Regions from separate parts of the Mus musculus genome. Here region 1 is linked to region 2. A link is a contact called in public promoter capture Hi-C data. All regions are on one chromosome and are shown on one strand. Each heading gives the region's core, a stretch centred on a gene start, on an enhancer-like site or on the middle of the called end of the contact. The rest is flanking DNA. Distances are from core to core; before and after follow the strand shown. Region 1 holds the start of Calcrl (calcitonin receptor-like). Region 2 overlaps Cwc22 (CWC22 spliceosome-associated protein).

Region 1 (4,805 bases), core at 1,944-4,443, 6.5 Mb before region 2:
ACATTTTCACAAAATAATTTTTAAAATAGTTTCTTTGATGACTCTAGCACATTTACTAGGAATGAGCTATCTACACCATGCTCCATGTGATAGTGTTTTGTTTTGGTTGTTTTTAAAGATCTGTGTTTCTAGGCATAGCTATAGAAACTCAAGTGGTCAGTTTAGTCAGCAGAAACCTAAATTTGTCACACATGACTTTGGTTGAGGTTGTCTAACATGTGGACATAAGACTTTTAATTAGCATCCTCCTGATTAATTGCCTTGTGAGGCATGGCCCACCTCATCAGGGGAACCCATCACTTCATTTAGAGACTTCGTTACCTTTGAGCTACATAAAGGACCACAATGGAGGCTGCAGGTCCTGCAGTAACATTTTAACGTGGACAAATGCCACTGTTCCTCAAAATGAGTTTCATCTGTGCATCATTACTCACTATACAGAAACACAGATACTGCATGGATGCACTCTGAGTGGGAACCTTTGAAAGGGGCCTTCTGCATGGGAGCACTCTGAGTGGGAGTACTCTGCATGGGAGCACTCTGAGTGGGAGTACTCTGCGTGGGAGCATTTTGCATGGTTTATGCCCTGTATGGTTATACTGGTAGCATTCTTCTATGCTTTGTCCACTCTCTTTTAAATGGTCAAAACAGAAGACACTTCTTATTTGGTCTTAATTTCCTGAAAAAGAACTATTTTTAGTGTTCATCTGAAAGTACAAACTTGATCACCACTAATCAGATAATTTTAAGTAGCTTCAGTGTGTTCTGGGGAAAGATGACAATGTAAAACACACGTAGAATACATAAGACTGAATGAATGTACTAACAATACCCCATTGGCTCGGAATCACCTGATTTTTGGAAACAGTTTCATTTAGCTTTACCATAGCTATCCAAACATTTGTGTCATACTAAAGCACACACTTGAGAAGTTTCTTCAATCTTTTCACTTGTTTCTACATGTCTCAGCACAGTCCAGCTTCCCCAAAGTCCTTATAGCATGTATTCATATTTTTTTCATGTTCATAACGTGGTAACTTTTAATGACCTTATTATTGGGAAGTATGTTTACTTTTCTTTCTATGAAAGACACATGTATGATACTAACAAGAATTATCCAGACTCTTCATGCACCACAGCCATAAACCTACATACACAACCAATAATTTATACTAAACACTACAGGTTGTATTAAATTTCCCATTTACAACAGCACCATGTATATCTATTATACAGGAGAATGATTGCCGGCTTGTGATCTTTCAGGCATCATCTAAAAGAACGAACCCCTTTACTTACTAAGACTCTGCTGTGTTTGAACAAATCCAATGAGTGAATCAAAAACATGTTAATGCTTTAATACTTACTGGAAATGTATGTAGCTTTGTATACACCAGTCTGTGTCTCAGAGGTCAGATATTCTTAGAAATGGATACAGGAGCATATATGATGATCATTTAGAAGTTAAAATCTAGTATTTGTTTTGCCTGAACTTTAAGCTGTAAACATCATACTTAAAAGTTCTGTCAGTATTGTCCCAGTGAGTATAAACATCTGCAAGGGGACATGATTACTCTCTACTGCTTTCCTCCTGAGCCCCTGTGCAACATGCGACTCCACATCAGAACTCTGTGGTTTCACCCAAGAATGTGTTTTACTGTTTTTCTGATTAATGAGTTATTATTTTAGGAGGCAGTAGTGATTTATAATGCTGACTTTTCACCCCATGAGCTGAAGGAAACAGCACAGGAAAATATAATTCAACAGTTCCCTATAGAAAGCAAAACTAAAGTGTCCACAAAGTAACTTCCCAGTTTATCGCCGTCTCTTAAAACTACATTGTGTAGTTCAGCTTCTTACACAGACTTTCCATTTTCAGTGATGGAGATGGTCAATTATGTCCCATATTTCTAAACGGATGCATCCTATTCTATATCCATATACAGAATTAAAGATTCTGCAATAAATCTCCTCCATGGATCAAGATAGGAAACATTTAAAAATGGCGGTGTCTTTCAGGAACACGATATCCAGAGATTCTGCACCCTGTGTCTTTAGTGCGGTTCCTCATCTGCTAGGACTTTGAGCTCCTCATCTGCTACTTGGTTGTAGTAGCTTCGCTATTCGTCTGTTCCTCCAAGGTGAAGCAGCAAGATTGTAGTAGCTAGTTAGAACTTGCCATTTTCTAAATGTTATAAAATATGTTGATTCAAAGTTTAAACAGACAAATTATATTATTTTATCCATCCTTTCCAGTTTATACGTGAGACATTTGATGCAAAGATCATGTGACTTTTAGTGCTGTCTGGCTTCAGGAGTTATGATTATTGCCAAATCTCATAATTTATCATATTATATAAAACTAACAAGTATATTTCAGGTTTATAGGCTTTTTTTCCTGATCATACGCAATGATTTCTTACTTTATGATATAATTATGTTTAGAGGGAAAACTTTTTTTTAAATTGAAGTTCATTTATTGTATGAAATTATTTCATAGTATCATGTTAAACTAAAGCCACCTTTCCTTGAAGGTTATTTTGAGGTACAACTAGTATAATGTTTAGATTATATAAAATGATATAATTATGTCAGATATTTAAAAGTATGTACAATGATTTCATACTCTATACACAGTCTGGCTTTACAGGACATACAACTCAGGAACTCCTAGAAAGGACAGCCCGAAGCCTGTTCATCTTCTCATGCAAAACTGGTTGTGGAGTTGCATCAGATATTAGTGCTCAAAATTGAGTCCGAATTAGTAATTCTGATGCTCAAAATTCCATGCACATTTAAGAAAAAAAGATGTGACTGATAAATTGTTCCTGGTTGTTCTGTGAACCTTAATTCGACACACACCCACACTCCTAACTCCTTTGATTCTTTTACACCAAGATCGCCTTCAAATCCCAGGCAGCAAGTTCTAACAGAACTCAGTCTAGGTGAAAGGCAGCCAGCTTTTGCTGGTAACAATGTGTTCATACAGCAAAGGATCTCTGTCTGTTCAGGCTGCTTCTTGCTCTTGTCAGAGTGAGAAGGGAGTTGCTGCTCCTTTCCTGGGGTAAGCTATTTGAGAAAGAAAGTAACCTAACACTAAGTGCAGGCGGGGCGGGGTGATGTAACAGGAAGCTGTGATGTTTCCCTTCTGCTGCTGATCGCTTACAATCTGACAACACTCCCCATCTACTCAGAACAAGCCCTCTCTTCGCAGCGTGCACTTCTGCCTTAGGACCGGCGGGCTCTGTTGCCTGGACCTCACGCTGCCTGCAGGACCACATTGCAAAGCTTTCCACACCTCGCCTCCGGGAAACTCTTGTGCAGTATCTCAGAAAATCAAACTCCCTCCTGAGACTATTCCCACAGAATTTCCTTAGGAGCTGTGCCAGGTAAGTGTATTATTCAAAATAAACGTATGTATTCTCAGCACTATTCTTAAGTATTATGACAATGTTTCTAACAAGAATTTAGTAAGTGGCATTGAAATAATGTTGAAACCGCTTCATTTAGTCTACAAAGGGATACTAGAGAGTCTTACTCCAGAATGCATACAAAATGTACTACTAGTGCATAAGAGTATTTACAGTGATACTTTAGAAAATAAATTTACCAATTATTAACGATGTGAGCGGGCTATAAGGCAAGTTTCTGAACAAATACCTTAATCAGGAAACAATGCCTTTTTAAAGTTAGTTGTACTACCAGCTCAAGTCCTGACAGCTGGAAAACATTTGCACCCCAGGAAGGGTCTTTAAATTTTCCACATAATCAGTATTCTAAGGAAGGGATGGCAGAAGACTATGGGGTTCCAGAGTCTTCCTGTGTGGCTGAACACAAAGTTGGATTAAGAAGAAAAGCCACCGGCTTGGACTTCTGTTTGCTTTCCGCTTCTTTTGACATTTACACCTCTAACTAGGGAACCAATGGAATTTTCATTGTTCTTTGTTGCTAGATTTGTGTAAATACCCCATTTTTGGTTTTCCTTTGTTTTTGTTGTTGTTTGTATTGGGTTTTTTTCTTTTGGGGGGGGTGTTCATGAATTGTCTCCACTGTATTAAGATCATGGGTGTCTTACAAATAAGGTAAGGGGAAAACAAAAACAAGACAAAACAAACAAACAAACAAACAAAAAACCCAACCAACAACCAACCAACCATAAACCCCACAACTGCCCAGGGTTAAGAAAATGTAGTGATTTCTACATTACTTCATGGTTTTTAAACTCTTAAGCTTAGAGTTGTGTTACTTCAATTATACTGGAAACTTGTGGGGGAAGAGTGTGAAAGGAGTCTCCATAAATACATAAACAGAGGCACGATAAGCAAGTGGATTAGCTCATTAAGCAGAGGAATTAAATTAGATTTTCAGCTATGATGCTGAGATGAAGCAGCTGCAGGTCTCTCTTGCCACAGTACAGACTGTCCTGAGAATCTAAGGAGCTAGTGCCTACTTAACAAGTGGCTGTCAGAGCGGCATCACAGGTTATTGCTAAGGAATGGGAGATATCAGTTTTGGATTAAAATTGTGCTTATTAGCATAATTTATTAAATTCTACGTTTTCTTACTTAAGTGAAATATAAGCTGCAAGATGCCTTTCAATGCTAGCATTCTGAGCTCAATTTCTAGTAGTCTGGCAAATAAACAAAATATTACAAACTCATCCTGAGTAACTCCTCAGTGATTTTTGGCTCAGTTTCCACATGTTTTTCAATGTAATTGAAACATTAATTTGTACACTTGTAATTTTTAAAAGCTTTGCGGCTGATTTATGTTTTTATTTTATTTTTATTTATACTACCGAGTTC
Region 2 (4,731 bases), core at 863-3,362:
TTTCTTTCTACTGGAAGTGTAACTATAGTATACAGTCCCAAAGAGTACATTATGGATACTGTGCAATACTGGGTATGGCCGTGTTACTTGGAATTCAGATTGGTACTTGGCTTCCTACCTCTTGATATTTTCTGTCTGAAGATGCTCAGAGCACACTGGATCAAGCCTGTTCTTTTTTTGTGCTCTGATGACTATCTGGGGACCTGTTGTAACCATTTGTATTATATGCGTTTCAGGAGGCCTACTAATTTCACTAGACTTCAAAGAAGCAGATAGAGGAAAAGGCTCTGGTTTCCTACAGAGATGTAATTACAAAAATCACAGGTTCTTAAAGAGCTTTAAAAGACCTTGGGCATTATTAAGTGTAATACATCTAATCGAGGCTGAAATGCCCAAATGGAAGTTTAAAGCAGCCCAGCCTTATAGCTTTCAGCTGGGCAGCTCCCAGCTATCTGCTTAAACAGAAGGTCTTTCAGATGCTCAAGACAGCATGTCAGTTCCAAGGTCCCATGTGACGGTCCCTTCTTTTGGTATTTTTTAGCTTAGCATATCAGAGGATGAGCTGGGAGGCTCTGAAGAAATCCATCAATGGTCTCATCAACAAGGTCAACATCTCTAATATAAGCATTATTATCCAAGAGCTCCTTCAAGAGAACATTGTCAGAGGGAGGTAAGTAGCCAGAACCTTGTATATTTCATAGTAACTCATTGAAAGAAGCATAATGTCTCTGAACAGTAAGCATTGATTTGTTATGCTACTTCATTTTAAAGGTTTTTGTGAATGTTTATTTGAAATACAGTTCTTTTTAAATGTAGGCTGTTAAATAACTTAAACCATGTTGTTCAAGAGTAATAAACCAGTGCTTTTGGAGATTTGCTATCATGCCATAGTTTTGCGTGGATATTTATTGAATGTCTCCAATAATTTAAATCCATGAGGCATAACAATTATTAAAATATGCTATTTCAAACCACTTTATTTTTTTTTAATTGGCATAAAATCTTTATAAATTTTTTAGTAACAGTGTGCTACTTTAATATGTATATTCTGTGTTGTCATGTGTCAGGATTTCTTTAATTTTTTTTAATGCTGAGTGGCATTCCATTGTGTAAATGACATTCCCTGTCTGTCATTGACATGGCACTCACTCCCTTTGGCTCTTGTGGGTAATGGTGTGGGGGTGTGCGGTGTAGCTCAGAGGCTTAGTCTTCCCTGCTGGCTGCACTGCTGCGCATTCCTGTTCACAGTCCCTGTGTGCTTCCTGTTCTCTGCCTCCTTGGAAACGCTCACCTTTGGTTATTTTTATGGCAGCCATTATTTAGGTATGAGACGATACATCGTGTGCCTTGACTCTGTATTCGTCTGATAGGTGATGCTTCATGTCAGCATGTCTGTATCGTCTTGAAATGTCTAGTTAGATGTTTTGTCAGGCTTTGAAACTAATGTTTTATTACTTTGGCAGATATTTTGGATATTAGCTCCTTAAGAGATAAACGGCTTGCAGATCCTTTCTCCCATCTGTATTTGTCTCTTGGCTTCTTGCATGGTTTCTAGCACTGTCCAGAGCCTTTTAGATCAGTGCAGTGCCATTTGTCAAGTTTTCTTGGGTTATTTAGTTCTGTTTAGAAATGTGTCAATCCAGGCAGATATTGTCAAGCTTCCCTCCTGGAAGTTGTACAGATTCTGTTTGTTAATCAGTTTAGATTGCTTTGTGTGTGTTGCGTAAGATTAAAGTATGTTTTTATTTCTCTGCATGTTGGCATCTGGCTTTCCTATCACTTTGGAACACATTGCCTTTATGTCAAAATACAATTAAATAAAAATGTATGAATTTATCTCTAGGTGTTTTGTTCTGTTCTCTGTTGGTTTCTATTAAGCTTTATGGCAGTACCATGCTGTTTTTATTACTATGTCTTTGTGTAGTAGTAAGTTTTAAATCAAGTAAAAGGTGTCTCTTGCTTTTTCTTTCTTTCCTGAAGATTTTTTTTTTTTTTTTTTGGCTATTTGTATTTTTTATACTCTTAATTTTAAGAGCTTTTTTTCTTCTGGAAAATGCCACTAGAACTTGGATGGGTGGGTACTCCATTGAACTTGGGTAGTTTAATGAACAGCATAGCTTGTTCCTGACCCTGCAGGCAGAGTTCCCAGCATCGCTGCCGAGATGGTGTCACCTTTCGGTTTGTTATTTTGTCCTTTATTCCAGTTCACGTTCTAATTAGAGCAGAGTGAGAAGGGGGTGGCTGGGGAAGATGAGCAAGAAATGTGAAGAAAAATGAAGGGAATCATCATGTTTTATTTGAATTCCAGCAGCTGGTGGTGTTTTTGTTTTTTTTTTGTTTTGTTTTGTTTTAAAGATTAAAGAAATGGAAATAAATATCACATATCTCTTAGTTTTCAATCTGAGTGCTGTCATGTGTGATTTCACATTACCTTGATTATACTCATTGAAAACTAGGACTAAGCTCAGGGAACCGTGTTTTGGGGAACAGAAGGTTGGCCTGGAGCCTGCCACTGTCCTTGGAGATAGCAGAGCTCTGTTCCCTTCACCTGGAAAACAGGCCAGGCAGGCATAGACAAGTGGCCTGCCTGGCTTCCGTCTTAATCCAGGTTCACTTTCTTCTTGCAGCTCAGGAATTCTCACTCTCTTTCTTACACATAAAGAGTGAGCGACTCTACCACTGTGTTGTCTGTCACTTCATCTTAGGTCACCCGTGTCCTTACCTTTGTGCCGCTAAACCTACACCAACAGAAGGAAACAGCTCAGAGCTGTGTCCCAGCACAGTTATTGTATGTTAAGTGATGGACTCATGTCAGAAACTTTATGCTGTGTACATTTTATACTCGTCAAGCAACTTGTTTTTAATGCCACTATTTTTTGGTTTTAGTTTATTTAAAATATTTTTCATACAGTATATTTCAATCATGTTTTTCTCTGCCCTGATCCTTTAAATCTGATTAGATGAAATGTGAATAGAAAAACAGTAACTTTATTTAGAGAGAAATTTTTGAAAAAAATTACCTCATTTTATTTTACAATTTTATTTTCATAAAAGCATTTTTTAAAATTGATTACCAAGATGTACTCTTTTCCTAGGAAATGAAGTAAAGATTTAATTCCGAATGGGCTTTTACTATTCATGATTAGAAAATAGTTTTTCTTGATTTGACATATTTTTTTAAATTGCTTGTTTGACTATTGACTTTTGCTGTATTTTGAATAGAGGATTGCTGTCCAGATCTGTTCTGCAAGCCCAGAGTGCGTCTCCAATCTTCACTCACGTTTATGCAGCTTTGGTGGCAATAATCAACTCAAAATTCCCACAGATTGGAGAATTGATCCTCAAGAGACTAATTCTTAATTTTCGGAAAGGCTATCGAAGGAACGATAAGGTGTGTATGAGTGGCTTATAAGTAGATTGTCGCATGAGGTTGTTCCAGTAAGCCAGCCTCTATAAAAGTGAGCGTGCTGACTTCACGTGTAAACTGCTCAGTCTGCTAAATATCCTCTGGCCACTTCGATGATGGCTGCCTGTGTACTTCTTCTACTTTAGCTTTCATAGCTACTTCATGTCACTATTCCTGCATGAAAATGATTCCCTGTGTTCCCTTGTAAAGAGCATATTATTGATACAGGAAGACTGATGACAGTTGATGGGTTAACTGTCTTTACTTTGATTTTTCAGCAACTTTGCCTGACTGCTTCAAAATTTGTGGCACATCTTATTAACCAAAATGTGGTAAGTAATTATCCTTAAAGCCTGATCAAGCTTAGTGGGATAAGGCCATGGCCTTGACCCCATTTCCTTTTGTCACTGTTTGATCATCTTGGGTGCGATTTGAAATGTGTTTTAAATGCACCTGATATTCTTGTATAGAGAAAATCTATATGTTATAAGGTATTTTGTTAGACTGATATGGCTCAATACTGTGTGTGCTCACTGAGCCACTTAGGAGCACTGGCTGCTCTTTCAGAGGACCTGAGTAAAATTCCCAGCGCCTACATAGCAGCTCACAACTGTAACTCCAATTCCAAGGGATCTAACACCATTATACAGAGATATACACACAGGCAAAATACCAGTGCACATGAAATAAAAAATAAATCATTAAACAGTGATAACGAGTACATCAGTAGTCATGCATATCTTTTAGTTTTTTGTTTATTCACTTGTTCAGTGTTTTTGTTGGTTATTAAATGCTGTATTGACTTCTCTGTGGGTATGTGTCCTGTTGCATGGCACCAACTGCAGTGCTCAGCCTAACACATGAGCCAGTGTGTGAACACATTGCAGGGCCCACTGCGGTTCATCCCTGACCCATCTCATCAGCAAATGGGTTTGCTTGTTGAGGTCTTCCTCCCTCCTTCCCTTGCCCCCTCCCCCTTCCTTCTTTATCTTCAGGATGGTTACAAGCTCACTGTGACATCAAGGATGACCTTGAAGTTCTGATCCTCCTGCCTTTGCGTTCTAAGTGTTTGGACTGTAGCCATGAGCCACTATGTCCAGTTGATGCAGTATCGAGGATCGATCCCAGGGCTTCCTGCATGCTAGGCGAGCATTCTGCCAACTAAGCTGTATCCTCGGCCCCGTTAATTCATTATAACGGTACCTATGCATTCCCTAAATATAGCATATAGGGAGTTTTTATAATGGTTCCATTTTATTATTTTTAGAGATAAAAAATTGAGGTAGATTCATTTATATAATTTTGTTAGGTTTTGCTTAGCCCTG

What was found. Promoter capture Hi-C pulls out the DNA fragments that hold promoters and counts their contacts.
Region 1: a promoter capture Hi-C map of cranial neural crest shows a contact between it and region 2. The contact joins the promoter of Calcrl here to the enhancer-like site in region 2. A contact is called at or near these places in 1 of 39 promoter capture datasets (cranial neural crest), 3 of 484 Hi-C or Micro-C datasets (cardiomyocytes, embryonic stem cells and neural progenitor cells) and 2 of 9 other capture datasets (adipose tissue and liver).

The regions. Positions count from the first base shown.
Region 1 is chr2:84,423,654-84,428,458 of GRCm38.p6, reverse strand. It overlaps Calcrl (calcitonin receptor-like), which reads left to right and starts at 3,193. Exons shown (of 16, transcript NM_018782.2): 1 at 3,193-3,389.
Region 2 is chr2:77,923,147-77,927,877 of GRCm38.p6, reverse strand. Cwc22 (CWC22 spliceosome-associated protein) reads left to right here. Exons shown (of 20, transcript NM_001362658.1): 6 at 542-670; 7 at 3,223-3,391; 8 at 3,685-3,738. Among named protein-coding and RNA genes, the nearest start is that of Cwc22, 21 kb to the left of the region's middle. Within about 2 kb of position 2,112, at least 14 of the 459 cell types and tissues checked have an H3K27ac peak or open chromatin away from gene starts, as enhancers often do.